3 separate regions of the Oryctolagus cuniculus genome follow, and all the other regions are linked to region 1. The links are chromatin contacts, called in public Micro-C maps. All regions are on one chromosome and are shown on one strand. Each heading gives the region's core, a stretch centred on a gene start, on an enhancer-like site or on the middle of the called end of the contact. The rest is flanking DNA. Distances are from core to core; before and after follow the strand shown. Region 1 holds the start of RNASEH2B (ribonuclease H2 subunit B). Region 2 has its middle 22 kb from the start of MIR3613. Region 3 has its middle 77 kb from the start of MIR15A.

Region 1 (4,540 bases), core at 1,171-3,670:
AAACCTCTGTCTGGCCATCTTCATACCCCATACTAGCTCTCAAGGGCTGGTCCTCAGTGTCGGGGTTCCCAGAGGCAGTCCCCAGACCAGCAGCAGCAGTGACCTCGTTAGAAACGCACGTTCTCAGGCCTCAGCCCAGGACTACAGATTGAGAAGCTGATGGGGTGGATGGCTGTGCCTCAAGTTCGCGGAACCACTGTTGCACTTCTCTAACCATTAATCTATGTTTGTCCTCGTAGAGCCTGTAGGTGGCAGTAAAGGCCGCCTGAAGAACTGGAGGGAAGGCGGCTGAAGTTGTCACTGCCCAGGAACCGGCTATCCGGAGGCCAGGCCACACAGTCCCATCGGTTCCCTAAGAGCAGCTGCACCTCCAGTGTTTTTAAAGGTCACAGTGCATCTCATCCAACGGACTGAAATTCTTCCCACAACCCGATAACCTAAACCTGCTACGCTGGGGACACAAGAATATTTAATTCTTTTGAAGATTTTTGTGTTCACTGCAAGGAGGACACAAACGCACTTCAGTGAAGACAGATCAACACTGAATCAACAGAACAACCTGAGAAACTGAAAGGATCATCGGCTATTATGGGTATCTGAATGATAACGCAGAAACCGCACTGGATTCTGAAAGCATGGGTAGTTTTTCTACCCTGCAAATGTAAGTAATTGTACTGGGGTGACGAAACTGGAAGAAAGGATTTGTCTGACGAAAAGCGAATCCCATGTACCCAGGCAGCCTGTTGCTAAAGTCCGTCCAACCCTGAATTCTGCGTCAGGTGTTTTACCATGGAAGCACATCCATCGAGGATATGGAGCGACGGTGAGTCTCCTACGCGTCCATTCCATTTTCCCGCCAACCTGCCAAAGTCCATGCGCTGCTGGTGGAAAACCACTAGGCTATTGGACATGAACACGCAAGCACCCAGATTCAGCCTCGCCACTTCGGGAAACACATCCCAGAGAAATGAGCGCTTGTAGCTACCAAAAACCTCAGGAAAAAAAAAAAAAAAAAAAACAATGCTCTTTGCAGTCTAATTCACAACTGAATAATACAAATGCTCACAGGGAAACAGCAGCAGCTGCAAAAACACCAAGCAGCCAACAAACCAACCACTGCTAAGTAATTGTGGATGCATCTCAGAGACCCGCAATGCAAAAAGGCCAGGCACAACGGGGTGCATTCCCAACCAAAACAGGCATATCCACTCTCTGGTGACCGGGGCCCCAAGAGCAGGTTTGAGGAGCGGCTCAGAAAGTTCTACCTCTGGTGAACCGCATGCTCAAAACTCATCCACTCTACAGTCAGAAGGGAAAGTTAAACACACAAGCAAAAACTACTCTTAACTGCCGTGTAGCCATTTTCAAAATCTACCATTCCTGGGAAACCAGACCAGTATCACCATCAGAGTGTATTTGCTGCAAAAAACACTCCGCGTTTGCGGACCTGTATCTCAACTCCAGATACAGCGAACAGGGCATCTTCTCCCCACGGCTACACCACCAAAGCGGTCAGATCCACAGGGAGGCTGCAACACGTGGCTCTGGCCCACCTGGGAACATCACTCTCCAGAAATGGCGTTTGGCCCAACAGCGACCCTCCTCCCGTTTCCCTGCTGCCTGGCCAGCCCAGGCCTGTCCCAGGACTGTTTCCAAGGCAACTCTGGGCCTACTCGCACCCCTGGCTCCTATCTAGTAGGTCCCCGTCGCTGGGCCAGCTGCCTAGCGGCGGACACCAAGTTACCCCTCCCTGGGCAGACACCCGGGGCGGCCACGCAGAGCGGCCGAGACCCAGGACCCGCCGCCCCACAGTGCTTCCGGGTCTCCAAACGGCGCCTGCCTAGGCCGTGTGGCCGAGATGCAGATCCCGCCGTCCCCTGGGAGGAACTCGGCCCCGCGCCCAGGACGGCGGCGCGCGGGAGCCGGAGCGCGGGGCGGCGCGCACGGGGGTCGGGAGCGCAGCACCTGCGAGCCCGGCCCCGCCGGCAGCCCGGCCGCCCCGCCGCTCCGCGCGGGGGCGTGTTTACCTGGGAGCAGGAACACGTGCTGCCGGACGCCCGCCGCGTCCCCGCAGTCCACGCCCGCGGCCATGGCTGCCTGCTTCGTCGGAGGCCCTCGCGGCATCCCAGGCCCCGCACCCGCCGGCCGCAGCTCGGCGGCTGCCGAAAATGGCGGGAGGAGGGGCTGTTCCGGGTGGCGCGCGCTGGGCCCCGGAGGCGGCACGGGCCGAGCGGCTGCGTTTCCGGGTGCAGCCCGCCGCTTGCTGAGCGCCTAGGAAGTTGAGAACCAGGCCGAGGCGCCCGGAGCTCTGCTTCGCGCGCTCCCCTCCGCCCCTTGACCGCGGGCGGGCGACTGCCCTGCGGCTCTCCAGCGACTGGGCGGCGGGGCCCGCAGGGCAGAGGCAGCTCGCCGCCTCCCGCAGTGTAACGGGACCAAATAGGTCTTCCTTTTCCTTTTCCTGCGTGCTGAACAACTGCACACCATTGAGCCTGAGACTGACCAAAGAGTTCCATCAGATAAGCAGTGCTTGCTTGTGATTTCCAGAAGCTGGCCTTGAGAAAGCCGGCTGCAGTTGCAAAGTAATCTTTGCGCCCGATATTTGAAATTATTTTAACAGAATGCAAAGGGGTATGAGTAATTCAAGAGGCGAAAGGCATGGATTCTAGGCTGTGTGGGCTGCCTCCTAATTAATGAAACACTGGAGTCTCTCAATACTGTTCCCTTTCAGCTCTCAGCCAAGTAACGTTTCGTAGCTACTTAATTGTACGGAATATCCTGCTGTGTCTTCCTCCTGATAAAGTCAAGCCATGGAATCTCCAAGTAGCTGCCCTGGCATCCAGGATAACCCTGGTATCAGACTCATCATAGGCAGTACTCAGCTTCAGCACCTCGCTCAGCAGTGTGACCTCCTTTGCAACCTCCTGAAAAGCCTGGGCGGGGGGGGGGGGGGGGGGGGGTTCAGCAGGAAGCCGGTTCTTGAGATGTGGATCTGCTAGCTTCTCATCCACCTGTAGATTAAGCTTTCTCGTTTGTTTATCCTCAAACCTTGTCCTGGTTATTTTGATTTGGCACCACTGACAAGGATGGAGCTTTGGGTAACAAGAGCAAGCCTGTGTTAAGGACAGCGGTTGTCACACCCAGATCCTAAAGTAACTTAGACATGGCCCTTCGTTCTTTGAATGTGATGTGTCAGTGGCATCGTGGGTTGAAATTCATGTCGGATTAATGTGTGCCCCACTTGCCAGCAGTCCTCAGACCCAGGTTAGTCCTCATCACCAAAAAGGTGAACAACTTGGAGCACGGACTATGATTATATCTAAGAAAGCTCTTTGTAATGAGTTAAAAAGTATGACACTTTAAAAACAGTGTTTCAAAAGTATCATGAAATTGGGGTTGGGGAGGTTAAACTTTTAAAACAAATTTTAATTGAAAAAGTAATGCTTGGTACATGGTTTTTAAGATGAACGAGAAAAATCCTTCTTTTATACTGTAAAGTGTGTCTCCTTCCCACCTGAGATCTGGAATACCTCTCCCCAGGGGCAATTACTGTTGATGGTTTGTCTATTTTTTGAGATCTCCCATGCAAGTACAAGTTCATGGGTCTTATTTTTTGCAGAAGTGGGAGAATGGTATGCGTGACTGCTATGTACTTTGCTTTTTCTTGCTTAATCTGGAAAAGAGTTAACATTTGACAGTGGTAGATCTGCCCCAGACTACTGCAAAGATTTGTAATGTCAAGCCTGTTTCCCATAGGGCGACATAAATGTCACTAACATGGATCGCAGGACACACCTGGTGGAGAGCAGGCCTTCTCAGTTCAGGAGGGGTGCCCTGTGCCAATTCTGGGCCAAACAACAGATCTATTCCCTCCCTCAGTACTGTACTATGGGAAAAGCTATGGTGTACAGGGCAAATCCCCAGGCACAGCATGGTCCTATACTAATAGCTATAAGAGAAGCTTCATGGGCGGGGCGCGGTGGCTCACTTGGTTAATCCTCTCCCTGCAGCGCCAGCATCCCATATGGGCGCCGGGTTCTAGTCCCGGTTGCTCCTCTTCCAGTCCAGCTCTCTGCTGGCCCAGGAGTGCAGTAGAGGATGGCCCAAGTGCTTGGGTCCCTGCACCCGCTTGAGAGACCAGGAAGAAGCACCTGGCTCCTGGCTTCGGATCGGCACAGTGCCAACTATATTGGCCATTTTGGGAGTGAACCAACAGAGGGAAGGCCTTTCTCTCTGTCTCTCTCACTGTCTGTAGCTCTACCTGTCAAAAAAAAAAAAAAAAAAAAGAAGAAGAAGAAGCAGCTTTGCCTGCAGTCTCTCGCTCTGTCACACAAAACTGTTCTCATTCTTCCCCTGTTCCTTTCCAGTCCTTGCTTATATGAATATGTATTTTTATGCAGCTGTTTTCACAGTATGAAGACATTTTGTCTGCCATAAACATGTTTCCCATGGTATCTAGAGCTATAGTTACTGGAAGAATGCTACTTCACACCACTGATGTACAAGGGTACTTAACCATTCCCTAGTGTGCAGTATTTAGGCT
Region 2 (4,540 bases), core at 1,409-3,908, 1.0 Mb after region 1:
TTCCTTCAACACCCCTTGAAGTCAGGGCCTCTTTTCTGGGTTCCTTTCCCTTCTCGGGGCCATCCCCCGACTCCTCTGCTCAGGCCAAAGCTCATCTCTTGGGGCCACATTCAATGTTAGCATTTCTTTAAGGGCTGTGGTTTTTGCTGTACTTCTTCCCAGGCTGAACCTCTAATACAGAGCCAGTGCTGCTGCCCCCAGGCACCTCGTTTAACCTGTCCTGGGAGAGCCCCTTGGAGCTGAGCCTGACTCCTCAGTCACGTGCCCTCAGCCTGTGGCATGGCAGGGCCTTGGGAGTCCCCTTTCCCATTGCTCACCCTGAAGTCAAGTTCCCTACCCTGCATGACTTCCTATCCCTGTTCCCCTTTTTTCCCAGCTGTTCCCTACAGCCCCAAGAGACAACCAGAATACAGTCCACTAACAGCTGCTTTTAAAATGGAAGATACCCAGGGAAGGGGAGAAGGAGGCTGTTTAAGAAAACTGCCTCCATGGGGCTGGCGCTGTGGTGTAGCAGGTAAAGCTGCCACCTGCAGTGCTGGCATCCCATATGGGCATCAGTTCAAGCCCCCGCTGCTCCACTTCCGATCCAGCTCTCTGCTAATGCACCTGGGAAAGTAGTAGAAGATGGCCCAAGCCTTTTATACCCTGTACCCACATGGGAAACCCGGAAGAAGTTCCTGGCTCCTGACTTAGGATCAGCCCAGCTCCAGTCATTGTAGCCATCTGGGGAGTGAACCAGCGATGGAAGATCTCACTCTCTGCATCTGCCTCTCTGTAACTCTGCCTTTCAAATAAATAAATAAATATTAAACAAAAAAGAAAAGAAACAAAACTGCCCCCAGGCACTGGTGTGGTGTAGCACCCCAGTTATTCTGCTTTCAATCCAGCTCCCTGCTAAAGCACCTGGGGAAGCGGTGGGGGGGGGGGGGGGCAGGATGTTAATGGAAAGGAAGGGGAGGGAAGGAGAAGGGAGGAAAGAAGGACAGAAGCAAGCAGTGTGCACCCTGGGAAATAGCAGATGATGGCTCAAGAGATTGGATTGCTGCCATATACATGGGAAATCTTGACTGAGCTCTGGACTCCTGGCTTCAGCCTGGCCCAGCCCTGGCTGTTGTAGGCATTTGGGGAGTGAGCCAACAGATGAAAGATCTCTCACTGTCTCTCCATATGCATTTCAAAAAAAAAAAGGGGGGGGGGTACAGGCCAGAAGATGATCATGGCTTCTCTGAAACAAGGCGGTGCTGAGAGGTTGGGGGAATGCATATGCTTAAAGCACTAGATTCTGCAGTGGCCTGGGGCTTATAGTTTGGGGTAGCTGTGGAAGCTTTCCAATGTGAAGAAGAGGATTTCAGATTACTGTACTGCACTCTGGAAGTCATGGCCTCAGCTGGAATCACAGCAGAAGGCTTCTTGGCTCTCAATCTAGTGCTCAGGTTACTTAACCACACATTTTTTTTACCCTTTATCATTTATTACATATTTGGTTTCCCACAAAAAAGATTTATTAAAAATATACTTCCAGCATTTTAAAAAATATTCTTAGAATATTGTTCATATTCATTATTAAAAGAGTGGCAAAGTTTTATGTGCTTTATTTTGTAGTTATTTGTGTACTTTTTACGTACCAAGCACTGTCCTTGGAGCTTTATAAAGATTAACTCATTTAATCTTTAAAATACCTAATAAAACAGGTACTGTTATTAACCTCATTCATAGAAGAGGAAATGAAGGCACAGAGTTTAACTCACTTCCCCAGCCAATAAGGAATGAGCCAGAATGCAAACCCACAGAGGCTGGCTGAGCCACAGCCATCCACTTAACCACTGGGTTGTGCTTCTCAGAAGGGCCTGAACATGTGTGAGTGTGTGTATCAGATATTAATATATTTTATATAATAATATTTCTACTTAAATATGTATGTAGGGGGAGAGAGAAGGATCTAGGTGCATTGTTCTCCAAATGGCCACCTTCCCCATTTCCAACATATACCTAAAGCCCTGTTCGGAGAGCTGTGTCCTTTCGTAGGTAGAACCTCCTGAGGAGTCTACAGGAGCAGCTCCATAAGTCTCTGTTCTTCATCTGAGATATGAAATAGCACTGGATGAACTACTGTGTCCAGGAAGTAAGGAAACTTCCCGTTTAAAAATGATTAAAACTTTTGGGGAAACTCATCAGACAACTTTTCTTTAGGTTTGACTTTGTGAGCTGTCATGGATTAAAAGCTAATTCCGGGCTGGTTTTGTGCTTTTTGGATGAAGTGTAATGAGGGTTTGTTCTGTGCAGCTTGAGATATCTAATGTGTCTGTGTAGTTTCAACTGAAATTTCTGCAGTCGGGCCGGGCCTTATGGAAAAGGTGGCTCCAGTAAACAGGCACAGGGAAAGCAAATGGAATTGTAGCTACCGGTGCATGCGCGCCCTCTGCCGGCCACACGCGCACTATCCCGCCCGCTAAGGGCAACTGCTGGGCTCCTGAGTTCCAGCCTCCTGCAGTATTACAATCAAACTACATTTAACACTTACGTGAGCTGGACACACTGTGCCTGGCCTAATGGGGCACACCCAAGTCAGATCACTGGTACAGCAACGTGATAGGTGTGTCACTGCAGCTACGCTTCATGGCCCCATTAGTTTACGACCACAAGTTGCTCACAAGAGCCCAAGTCAAACAGCACAGCACAATGCGCTTTTGTTGGGAAGGAGAACGGGTGACTCACTAGGGTTTGCTCTGTGTACAGAAACAGATGACTTGCACAGGAACAACAGGACTAGTGGGTGCTCCTTGGAGACCCAGGCCACCTGTGGGGAGCCCTGACAGCTAGCTCTGCAGGATGGAAGCAGGAGCAGCAGAGAAAGGTCAGCATTTAACAAAAGGGTAGAAGTTAAGAACAGGGGCCAGAAGGAGACCCCATGCATTTTTCTATTAGATTAGTAAGCAAAAAGTGCATTAAGAATGCACAACCAACATCTCTGATACTTTTTATAACAAGACGCTAGCTTATCTTCCCACTAGAGCTTGGATTTTTTTTTCTTCTTTTTTTAACTTTTTTTTTTTTATTATTTGACAGGTAGAATTACAGACAGAGAGAGACAGACAGAAAGGTCTTCCTTCCGATGTTCACTCCCCTAATGGCAGCCATGGCAGGCGCTGTGCCAATCCAAAACCAGGAGCCTGGTGCTTCCTCCTGGTCTCCCATGCAGGCGCAGGGACTCAAGCACTTGGGCCATCCTCCACTTCCCTCCCGGGCCACAGCAGAGAGCTGGCCTGGAAGAGGAGCAACTGGGACAGAATCCAGCGCCCTGACTGGGACTAGAACCCGGTGTGCCGGTGGTTTTCTAACAGAATTTTATTTGGTCTCGTTTGAAAAACGAGACCAAGAGGCCTTCACAAATTCTAAAACACAAAAATTCTTTCTGTTCCTCTTTTCAAATTTCCTCAGATTCTGGACACATGCAGCTACTCCCTGTGCCTTTTAGTTAACTCTTTGTCTCCTCCAGCAATGATTCCACTGTGGAGGAAATGCCGCGGAAACATACCCACTATTCAAGCCAAGAAGAAAAACACCTGGAAGGAGAGAAAGTTTTTTTTTTTTTTTAATTTCTTTTAAAACAGGTGGAAGGAGAAAACTAAGGAGGTAGAGAAACAGACTACTCCATGCAGCCTTCTTTCTGGACAAATGTCTTGGACCCACGCCCTGCAGAAATGCCCAACATGACAAGAGAGTAGATGTAATTACAATGAGGCTGTTTGATGAACCTCTTCTAAAAAGGTTCCTATGAAAGTGCCATTCAGAAAGTCTATCGAAAAGAAACAGGGAGGAAGGAGAGACAAAACTTGAGCCTCTTGAGAGTGGAAGCAAAAGAAAAAAAAAAAAGGAAGGAGGGAGAAGGTTGGGGAAGCAGAAATAGGAAACAAATACAGACAATTAGGAGGCAGGTGCCTGCACTATCACGAACATCTTAAACCTATAAGGATCACGCACGTTGGAAAAACACAGCAGTCAGAAGTGCTTAAGGTAAAAAGTGAGAGCGTGGAGGTGGAGGCTATGACAAGGGACCTGAATGCTCACCTGCTTAAAATCAGCCCTGGACACCTGTGGTTTAAACCAAGTACTCGCAGCCAGGGACTTAACAGAAGACCTTTAGATGGACTGCCTGCCCCTGAAAATCCTCACTGAGCGCTCAGCAAATGTAAGCCCTATTGCAAAACAAAAAACCTACCTCCCTATTTTACTTAGTTAATAAAAACAAAATCTCTATTTTATGCATGCCTGAAATGTTAACAAGGTACCCGTAGCAATTTTGTGCAAGTACGTTAAAAGTATGACCCTTGAACAAATAACAGAGGTTAGAGGTGCCACCCCCACCCAGTGTAAAATCCCAGGACTTGACTCCCTCACATGTACCTAATCGCCTGCTAGTGACCAGAAGCCTTACTGACAACATACATCCATTTTGTATTGTATTATACACAGTGAACACCACCCAAGAATCCCAGGCATCACTCTACAGTGACAGCAACAGACAATGGCTAGTGTGCCA
Region 3 (4,540 bases), core at 888-3,387, 850 kb after region 1:
TCCACCAGTGATCTGGTGGGCTACGTTATTTTATTGCAACTCCACAAAGTCAAAATGCGATCTGGAACAGTTAGGGAAAGGACCGGAAGCTGCGAAGGTTAATTACACACAGACTGGCTAACTTGCACTTGGTATGGGAAGGCCTTCCTCTCGTGTTTACCGCCCTCCTTGTTTACATCGAGCTCAGGAATCGGGCTTTAGGCCGGCAGGGAGCTCAGTTTCATTTTGGGGTATGGCGGGCCCTATCGCTTCGTCACCAGGTTTTGAAGGAAAGTTCGAACGTTTTTGTCACAGATTTAACTTTCAGTAACACCTCACGCACTATATTCCTCCCCCACACTCCGCCCCACCGCGGCTGGGGTCTGCAAATTCTTTGGTCCCCGGCCCTTGGAGGAATTCGCGCAACGCCTTGCTGCACCTGCGGAGGAAGCAGAGCGTCTCCAGCGCTTGGGACGCCCGCACCGCGCTTCCCGCGCGCCGCCCGCCGGCTAGGGACCCGCTGCGAGCCACCCCCGAAGCCCCCATGTCTGCGCCCTCCGCCAGCCTTGCGGGCGGGAGCGGGCTAGCACCTTAACGCCTGCGCGAGCTGCCTCGCGAAGGGCATAGGGATTTGTCAGGTCCCAGGCTCCCGAGGCGAGGCCCGGACGCGCGCGCACATCGCGAGCAGGGCGGTGGCGCTCCTGGGGCTGAAGGGGAGAAGGGAGATGGAAACTCGGGACGCTCGGGAGCGCTCCCAACCGGAGATCCCCGCCGGGTGGCGAGGGAGTAGGTGCCCACGCTGTGCGTGACGCCTGGGCCGCGGCCCGAGCCCACGAGCTGGGCGCGCAGCTGGGCGAGGCCTCCGCTCGGAGCTTGGCGGGCGGCGCGGAGCCCCGGGGAGCTGGTTTTCCCGGGCGGGCACGTGACGGGGTTGGCAGCGCTCGGGCCCAAGCTAGGAGGAGGGGGAAGCGGCGAGCAGGAGGCCGGGGGCGGGCGGCTGGCGCGCTGTGTACTTAGGTCGTGTGCTGGGGCTTTTCTCTCCCAGGAGCCGGTGGGGGGAGGAGGAGGGGCCGCCGCTCCGCCTTCTCCTTTTCGCAATGTTGACGCAATCTATAAATAGTGGAACAAAAGGACCAACTTCCTCGGAGCTTTGCTGAAACTGCACAAAAAATCGAGCTGGGGGGTTCCCTAGTCCCCAGCGATGGGGCGGGGAGCGCGGCGCCGGGGGAGGGGGCGGGCGCGGCGGCGGAGCGGGCCCTGCCGAGCGGGGACACCTGGCTGAGGCGCAGCTGCCGCCGCGTCGCTCCGCGCGAGCCCAGGGCTCCGGTCCCTGCGCGGGCTCGAGAGCTCGCGCCGACCGGGGGTCTTCCTCCTGCGCCGTTGACAGGTCAGTCTGTGCCGCCCCTTTCCACACTGGGTTTGTTTTTTTTTCCCTCCCCCCAAGCCTCCACTTTTAGAAGCGAACTGAGGGATAAAATAGAATGAGGCGCAGTAGCGACAGCCACCAAACTGCAGCCCCCAGGAGCCCTCGGCGGGGGTGGCCGAGGGGGCTTTAGGAGGCGGTCCGCCCCTAGCCCCTCGTCGGGACGCCGCTGCCCGCGCCGCGGCCGAAGGCGAGGCCAGGCAGGACTGGCGCGCGCCGCCCAGGCGGCAGGGAGCGCGGCGGCGCGAGCTGCCGGGCGGGGCTCGGAGGGGGGCCCCCCGGCGGCCTCTCCCGCCGGGACCGACCCCCGGCGGTGACGTGTCAGGGCCGGGAGGCCGCCGTGCACGCCTCGCTCACTCCCGAGCTCGGACCTGACCTCTTCGCCTCGTCCTCCGCGGCCGTGGGAGGACTGAGCAGAGACGCGCGGTTGCTGCACGACACCGCGCCCCCCGGCTCCGGAGCCCACGCAACCCCGCACGCCGGGGCTGGGGGCAGGGTGGGACCCGGGGCACGCCGGGCTCCAGGAGCCCAGGACCCGAGCGCGAGCGCCCGCCGCGCAGCCGTGGCGGTTACACTGGGCGCGGGGGAGGGGGCGGAGCTGGCGCTGTTGACAGCGGCGCTGAAGCCGGGAGGGCGAAAGTTGGGGAGAGGGGGCGGGGGAGAGGTGGGAGTCGCGCCTGGGGGAGGGAGCGCGCGCGCGGGATTCGGCGGGGCGTGGGGGCCTGGTCACGTGACGGGCAGACGCCCCCGCTACAGGCTGGCTGCAGGGGTGACGTCACCACCCTTGGCTGCAGGGGGTGGCACTTCCGCTCCCTCCCCCATTGCCGCTGCCCTCGCCCCCTAGTACTGGTGGCGGCCACTGCTTGGCGGTGTGGGAGAAGGGAGAGGGGCTTCTCCCTTGCTGCTCCGGCCCCCGACCGCTTATGCAGCTTCCCTGAGTCCCGGGCCAGTGCCCTAAGCGAGAGCTGCGGCCGCCCTTTCACGGCGCTCCCCATTGTGTCAGCGGGCGGCGCTGGGCGGAGGCTGGTGCGGCCCCCCGCGGCTCCCCGCTCGGAAGGGGGCGGGGCGGGCCCGGGCGGCCGAGGCCAAGTGCGGCCGCCGGCCCGGCCGCGCGTCCCGAGAGCGCCGTCGGCGCGCGCGAGCTCCGACGTTGCGGACTTGCGGCGGGGCGCGGCGGCCTCGCCCGCGAGCCTGGGCGCCGCGGGGCTGGGGAGCCGCGCCGCGGCGCCGGCTCCGGCCTGGCGGGTGTGTGGTCGGAGTCGCTCGCCGCTCCTAGGGACGCGATTCCAGCAGTCGTTAGGAGCTATTTGGAGAAACTAGGGGTTTTGGTGACTCAGCGCGGTGAGCGCTATTTATAGGTAGATGCGTTAAGAGTGGGGAGAGACTTCGCCCGGATCCGTGCGCCCCGGGGATGGCACAGAGCTCTGTTAGGAGGCAACAATTAAAGACTTAATTTTGGAAAGGAAAAAAGATGCGACTGTTAGAACCTAGAACCTGTGCTGTAAGGTGTAGCAGGTCTCAACGAGCAGACTGGTTAAATACAGCTTATCTTAAAAAGTTGGGACGTTTTCCGGAGTAGATGGAGAATTTTGGGACACATAGTGACCAGAGACTTTTTTTTTTTGGATGGTGGTGTGTAAACCAGAAGTAGTAATTCAGGTAAAATATTCGGCAGTCTTAATAGACTGCAGACTCTCAGACCTGTGTTGTTTATTAGTTACAAGATTTGTTAAGTATATGACACCATGGCTAGGTCCGAAATAAAGGAAAGCTGGATGATGTTGGAAGTTCCTACACAAATGTTCTGTTACAAGACGGTGTGTGTGGCATTTATCTCTCATCAGAAATCTGGGGATTATAAATTACGTGTTTACCACCCAGTTTCTCCCTCCCAAGAAATCATTACATTACTGCCCTGCGGGTCTTCAACGGTGTTTAAGTGCTTGACAAACACTGATTAGCCGTTGCTTGTTTTGGCTTTATGGCTTTCATTCTTTTCTCCTCTCCCCCTCCCCCTCCCTCCTATCCCCGGTGTGGAAATCCTGGAGCGGTTGTGTGGTTGGCTGCACAGAGGCAAGAGTTCACACTCAGCTGGCTCAGCCTGTGCAGCTTTCCGTAGGTAGGGTCACCTGAGATGTTTCCTTTTGAAAGAAAGAAGGTGGTTCCTGGATGGTGGCGGTGAGGCCAGTTATGAAGAAGGGAAAGGGCATCAAAGCTGAGCAAACGAAGTGTATGCCGGTCTGCAGTCAACAACAGCGGCCAATTCAGTTCGGGTGCCCCGTGCGGTGCTGGACAGATGGCCGGATCATGCATATCATGCTGAGGAATTTGGATTTTCGCCTGAGACCTACACTTTTTTTTTAGACTTTTGGGGGACACATAGCCCTTTGAGGGGGAGAAAAGTAATGGGCTCTCTTTCCATAAAAAATGTGCTTACAGATATATATTAACGCATACTATTTCAGGGAGAGTTACTCTGCTTTCAGAATAAATTCCTAGGAAAGGATTTTTTAGTGAAAATGATGTGGTCAGGTGTGCAGCTTGCAAAGAGTCCATTCATTGGTCGGAGTCCTGGGAGACTTGAAGATGGGATGTAAGACAGCCTGTGACCTAAGTGAAAATCAGCTTGCACCAGTGCTGAATACCCCCTGGGGGCAGTAGGGTTAGGGAGAAAAGTAATGAGAGAATCAGTGGAATGGGGAAGCTGGCCTGGGAGAGCCAGGACAAGGGGCATACAGGCTTCTGGTGTAGAGTGAGGACTAGAGGAGGAGTGATCCTCAGGTCCAGGAGGAGGAACTCTGTTTTGTTCCTGCAGAATCTGAGGTATCAGACAGCTATCCCAGGAGGGTTACAAGTCCAGTAGTAGCCAGTCAAGGAAGTGTCTGAGACAGACCAGGCAGAAAGTAAAGAGATCTGAGACGGGAACCCCGGGACACCCACGGTTAGGGAAAGAGGAGGCACAGGAGGATTCTTAAATGATAGTGATGTAAAGACAGGGAAATGTCTTTAGCAAATACTTCTGCTGAGTCGATTCTGCTCCCCCGATAGTGAGTGGAGACCTGTTGTTATTCTGGTCCCTTGATGAGACTGCAAAAACTGTGCTGTTACAGTGAAAAGGAAAGCATAACTACCCTTCCA

Evidence for each region. Hi-C and Micro-C count contacts between places; a contact is called where the count stands out from the background.
Region 2: a Micro-C map of ear pinna shows a contact between it and region 1, with 7 times the contacts expected there. The contact joins the enhancer-like site here to the promoter of RNASEH2B in region 1. A contact is called at or near these places in 2 of 6 Hi-C or Micro-C datasets (ear pinna and psoas muscle).
Region 3: a Micro-C map of ear pinna shows a contact between it and region 1, with 3 times the contacts expected there. The contact joins the enhancer-like site here to the promoter of RNASEH2B in region 1. A contact is called at or near these places in 2 of 6 Hi-C or Micro-C datasets (ear pinna and an unstated tissue).

What each region holds. Positions count from the first base shown.
Region 1 is chr9:70,232,303-70,236,842 of mOryCun1.1, reverse strand. RNASEH2B (ribonuclease H2 subunit B) reads right to left here and starts at 2,420. Exons shown (of 10, transcript XM_017350303.3): 1 at 2,028-2,420. The coding sequence starts at 2,124.
Region 2 is chr9:69,234,564-69,239,103 of mOryCun1.1, reverse strand. No RefSeq gene overlaps it. Among named protein-coding and RNA genes, the nearest start is that of MIR3613, 22 kb to the left of the region's middle. Within about 2 kb of position 2,658, at least 2 of the 8 cell types and tissues checked have an H3K27ac peak or open chromatin away from gene starts, as enhancers often do. A contact at or near this core is called in ear pinna, where this site is marked.
Region 3 is chr9:69,382,103-69,386,642 of mOryCun1.1, reverse strand. No RefSeq gene overlaps it. Among named protein-coding and RNA genes, the nearest start is that of MIR15A, 77 kb to the right of the region's middle. Within about 2 kb of position 2,137, at least 7 of the 8 cell types and tissues checked have an H3K27ac peak or open chromatin away from gene starts, as enhancers often do. A contact at or near this core is called in ear pinna, where this site is marked.